Linked DNA regions of Anas platyrhynchos: region 2 is linked to region 1. A link is a contact called in public Hi-C data. All regions are on one chromosome and are shown on one strand. The core of a region is the stretch at or near the end of the contact, and the rest is flanking DNA. Distances in the headings are between cores, read along the strand shown. Region 1 overlaps RPP30 (ribonuclease P/MRP subunit p30). Region 2 holds the start of HECTD2 (HECT domain E3 ubiquitin protein ligase 2).

The links. Hi-C and Micro-C count contacts between places; a contact is called where the count stands out from the background.
Region 2: a Hi-C map of subcutaneous adipose tissue shows a contact between it and region 1, with 1.9 times the contacts expected there. The contact joins the promoter of HECTD2 here to the enhancer-like site in region 1. A contact is called at or near these places in 3 of 8 Hi-C or Micro-C datasets (liver, skeletal muscle and subcutaneous adipose tissue).

Annotation. Positions count from the first base shown.
Region 1 is chr6:24,021,788-24,024,487 of IASCAAS_PekinDuck_T2T, forward strand. All of the region lies in intron 5 of RPP30 (ribonuclease P/MRP subunit p30), which reads left to right. Among named protein-coding and RNA genes, the nearest start is that of RPP30, 6.2 kb to the left of the region's middle. Within about 2 kb of position 1,369, at least 1 of the 8 cell types and tissues checked has an H3K27ac peak or open chromatin away from gene starts, as enhancers often do. A contact at or near this core is called in subcutaneous adipose tissue, where this site is marked.
Region 2 is chr6:24,203,511-24,206,210 of IASCAAS_PekinDuck_T2T, forward strand. HECTD2 (HECT domain E3 ubiquitin protein ligase 2) reads left to right here and starts at 1,364. Exons shown (of 20, transcript XR_011810068.1): 1 at 1,364-1,932.

The DNA.
Region 1 (2,700 bases), core at 119-2,618:
CTAAATGCCATTAGGTGCAGTAATTCTTCAGCTCTTAATAATGGCACCAAACATCATATCATTTTATTTTTCCCATCCTGAATAGACTTCTCCCATCAGAACAATTACTAGTTTTAAAACGCTGTCCAAAGCAGACTGATAATCAGCTCAGCTTGTGGGGTGATAGGTGTTAGTTTTCTCAGTCTTTCTCATATCTTTAATTTAAAAAAAAAAATCTAAAAATGTGGGAACGGCAGGTGTGAGTGATTTGATTGAGCATCTGAAAACAGGTCAGATTTTGGTTAAAATCTTTTGATTACAGAAAAATGAAAATGAAATTGTGACACAGCTGACCTATTGCAAGCTCCTATGTTGTATCATTAATGCTGAAATGGAGGAGCTTGATAGGAAGGAAGCAGGATTGTCCATGAGCCCATCTTAATTTCTGTCATGATGGTAGTGCTCTTGAGCTGGGGAAGAAACCCAAGCATGTTTCTTTCAGACTGCATAAGGTAAAGACCTTCATCCTTACATGTTCAAATTCAGAACAGATTTGTATGTTTGTCTTTTGTTTAAAGCTTCAAGGTTTCTAAGTGTGAGTGGAGAGCTCTGTCAATTTTGTAGAGGTATCAGCTGGGAGCATCTGGAACATGGAGTTTCAATATATACCTCTGGCTCTTACAACTCAGATCTTTCACTGTTTAGGATAAAGCCTTATAGGGTGGGTCTTGCTCCATAAGTTTTATTTTTTTAACTGGCTGTTGGTAACTTCGCGTTACCTCAAAAGCATCAGCTTTCTCACCAACAATTTGGCACTTAGATTCTTCTCCACAGAGCAGGACTGTTCATGTGTTTGTGAGATATACGTGACCATTAGAGATGTGCTTTAATTTTAGCGTGGCCTAAAAATAGTCTGTGCCCTCTCGTCACAAGCAAAGGAAGCTTTCCAGTGACTGAGAGGGGCAGTGATGTGTACTGAAAGATGTGCTCAAATTCTACGAGTAATTTGTATCCTCAGGGGTGTGAGGAAGCTCTGTTTGCCAAGATAATTGTAGAATGTGCTTCTTTAAGGCTCTCAAAGAGGATTGTTTGGGGCTGAAACTGGAATGCCCACTCTGTGCCAGCATTAAGGTCGGGCCTGTTGCTTTTCAAAAATGTTTTATTCTAATGTTTCTGTTTTATTCATGTTAGTTCTGCCTGCTATTTGCAGGCAATTAGCAAATAACCAGTATCTAAAAAATCGTGCTTATTTAAGTCTGAGGATGTACTGCAAACCCAGGTTTCAAAGTTGATTTGTAAAAATGTTTGCCAAAGCAAACCTGGCTGTCTTCAGACTGAGCACTGACGAATTTATTTTTGGCTGTTGGCAGTTTCCCAGCAGATGGGGCTCTTGCCTGCAGCGTGGCCAGAGAGGCACTGGGCTGTGCAATTGCTCCATGGTGTTTTCTGCATGAAGTTTGTGCACTTCAGATCCTTTTAGCAGACTGGCTAACCTTAACCTGCCTCTGTGTGTGACTTGTCCAGAAGCCAAAGCTGGGCTGAACATTGGAGTGTTTGGAGAAATCTTTTTGCCAACTTTCCATGCTTTCGGGTATTCCTCTATATGGGGAAGTATGACTCTTAATTTTGTTTTTCCTCGGTGGTGTTTTCTGATGTGTTCTTGTCACTGGAATCCTGTAGTTATCCTGGCACTTGGGTCACTCCCTTTCCCACTGTGCTTAATTGGCAAAATGGAAGAGAGTTTTCCAGTGTTTCTGGAGCTGATTAGGAAAGCTTGTTTTCTCATTGCATGGGGTGACTTGCCTGCTTCTGGTGTGTATTCTTGCTTTCCTTCATTTTTTGTCTTTCTCTCTTTTCTGAATTTCCTGTGGCCTCTTCTCTAGGACGTGAGTTCCTGTAAATCACCTCTGTCTAGATGGTAGTTTGTATCCCACATAAGAAAATATTAAATTTGGCTACAGAAAGGCTAAACTTGTATTTTAGACTTGCATTTGTAGTAGATTTAACCCGTGTCACGCGTAACAGAATTGGTAAAGGTAGGGCATGCGGATAAAGGTTAGCTTGAATGGCCTAGTACAGACAGTTTAACATCAAAAACCGTGTGGTTGGCATGATCCTTGAATTGTCTGGATGTATGGTGCAGGTCTCTTATCTGGAAAGGAGCGCTATCAACAGCTAAGAAACATTCCTAAAGCTGGGCCTCTGCTCTCATCTCTGTCCAAATTTCATGTGAACAAACTGGTAAAAGGTGAGGTTGCAGAGCTGTAGCCAGCCCTGCATTAGAGCAGAGTGCAGCCACCCTGCAGCCCCATTGCTTTCATGCTGCTGCAAAGAGGGATGAATGGCTGGCACCTGGCCCAGGTGTATTTGGAGCAGTTGCTGGCAAGTTTCTGAACACAAAGTGTTCCCCTACATGTAGAAAATTCCTTTTGAACATCTTCAGCACACTTGATCTTCTTTGTTACAACGTCACTTACAGGCATTAATCTGGTTCTGTGTAATAACCTTTACAGGGTAGGCATATATAATTCCTACAAGTCTTGCATGCAAGAGATTATATGTAAATGGAGGGCTCCCTTTTACGTCCGCTTAATTTTCCCTGTGTGTCAGTGTGGACTTCCTCCACGCTTTGTTCATTCTTTCCCACTATTAATACAGAGTATAAATTGCAGTGTGATTTCAGAGCTAAGCTTTTAAACCATGACCTCAGCTGCCATCCTG
Region 2 (2,700 bases), core at 114-2,613, 180 kb after region 1:
CCACTGGGTGTATAGCTGCTTGTACTGAAGTTGTTGCAATTACTATCATTATGTTATTTCTCGGCAAGGAAAATAAAAAAATGAGTGAGTTTTGGGGGGCTTCGTTTAACTGCAGTGAGCCACTTACTCATGCCAACCACTGAGAGCAACTTGGAGGCAAGCACAGTGAGAAGTGAACTTCTTGGAAAGAACGGCTTTCAAATTTAACTTGGTAGGGAGACAAAGGGATTTCTTAATGAAACCTAATAAACTTTAGGTCTGCCAGTTCCTTCACAAATGGAAAGCATTTTTCAATGTGTTAGATTACCACTGCAGTACCAATTATGCCCTTGCTTTTATGCATCATACAGAGATCTTTACCACAGCTCCAACCTGCGGGAGCTACTTGTGTAATGCCAGTTCCGGGGAAAAACTATTGTGTGGTTTACCTCTATCCAAGAAACCATCTTTAAGATTTCTTGTACATAACTATTCGCACTCCTTTGATTCCTGCACTAGGAGGGGAAGTCTCTAGGCTAATTAAGATCTGAAAGCAGCTAGCTTCAGGTGGCAGCTAGTAGTTTGAAGGACCTAAATGTTTTGTTGCTCAGTATAAACAACCACAACAGCCCTCTCATGTAGGACTCCCCATAGCTTTGCTTACCAAGTCAAGTGGTAGGTCAGTACCCCTAGACATTTACACTAGATGTTGTATTACGACCAGTTCAAGATAGCGTGTCTTCTAAACATTATTATTATTATTTTATTTTGTTAAACAGCAAAGCTTCAGCAAGCCCAGGGTATGGCACTGAGGCTCTGAAAATGGGTCATGCCTCAGAGGTCCTGAGCTTCTGCTGCTGCTGGATCCTGGCTGCGCTCTGTCTATGCCAGTGAGACACGGAGAGAATCTTTTTATGCTCAGCTTCTTTATTTTCCTCATTAAAGAACGTGAAACTGTAATTATATTACCATGTGGTAACAAGGCGCTGTGACAAACCCCAAACCCTGCCTGCGAGTGTAACGCACACCACGGCTGAGATGATGACGAGGAGGAGGAACGGTAGCGCCCCGCCGGCACCCACCCCGAAGTCCCTTATCCGTAACCCCTCATTAATTACTCGTATACTTAATTCACTCGCTGTCCTGCACCAGCCCCCTCAGGCCCGCGGCCGCAGCACCGGGCTCGCCCCCCACCACAGCGGCTGCGCAGAGTGCGGAGCACAGCCGCGATTCCCATACGGCCGGCGCCCGCGCTCCCCGCCCGGCGCCTTTTCCTGCGCTACGGAGTTTCCGTAGCCGTGTCCTCCGCTGCCCCCGCGCGGCGCCCCCGGTCGCCAGGCGCGTTTCTATGAGGCGCCTATAAACAACATGGCGGCGGCCGCCCCTCCGGCTGCCCGCCGTCTGTAGGTGGCGCGGCGGCTGAGCGGGGCGCGGGGGCAGCGGGGGACGGCGCCGCCGGCCGCCTCCGCCCCGCTCCGTCCCGCACGCTCCCACCCCGCTCTTCGCCGGGCCGCGGCGGGGGCGGCCGGGCCGCGCTCCGCCCCGCCGTGCGGGGGTGTCTGGGCGCCCGGGAGCAGCCCCGCTGCTGCGCGAGCGGAGCGGAGCGGCGCGGAGCTCCTCGGAGCGGCTGCTGGCCCGAGGGGACGGGGTGCGGGCACCGGCGAGGGGCCAGGAGCCGGGAGCGGGGCCAGGAGCGGGGCCATGTCGCTGCCGATACCCCCGACGGCCACGGCTGCCGCCGACCTCCCCCCCGGCCCCGGCCCCGGCCCCGACCCCGACCCCGGCGCGGAGCTGCCGCCGGGCGCGGAGCTGGGCCAGGGCAGCGCGGCCCCGCCGGCGGCCGAGGAGGAGGAAGGCGAGGGTGAGGAAGAAGAAGAGGAGGAGGAAGGGGAGAAGGAGAGGGAGAAGGAGAAGCTGCCGCCCCTCCCGGCGGCATCCAGCGCGGCGGCCGGGGTAGGTCGGGGCTCGGCGGGCGCTTGCTCCGCGCCCCGCTCCGGGCGGGCACCGCCGGCGGCGCCCCTCAGCTGCCGAGCCCGGGGCGGCTTTCATTCAAGTTTCTTAAAAATACCGAGCGCGCCTGGAAGCGGTGACATAACGGAGCTATAAATTCTCCCTCTACTTATAGTTCTGTAACATTTTACGACGGTCTGCTCGCTCGGGTTAGTCATGGCTGAGGATTTGCAGCGCTGTCGGTGGGGGTTTGGGAGCGGGGGCTCCGGCTCCTAATGCGCGTGTGGCAGCAGCCAGCTGGGAGAGGCTCCTGTATTTTTAACTTTTTATTTAGAAGTCTCTTCCGTTTTTTTGCGTTGTGTTGAAGCCAAGATGACGGAACAGCTCGGTAAGTGATGAATGAGTTAACGTGGGTTTAAAAAACTAAACGTCGAGAAAGGTATTTGCCAGAGCAATTTAGTTTCAAGAAACCTCATTTGAGATATTTAATCATATTTGAATTACAATTTTCTTTCTGCTGACTGTACAATATTGGGAAACATAAAATTTTCCTGGCATATGCCACTTATTGTGTATAATTCAATGTTAAAGCTTGTTGTAACTTATTCAGTCCATCAATGAAGCAAACGTTTTATCAACCCTATACTAATATAGTTATGAGACTACGGTTCAATGGTTCTGATAAGTATCAGATTTACTAGAAATTACCAGCATCAAATTACCATAATTTGAGTTTAAAAGATTGAGTGCTTAACGTTTATGACTGTCATG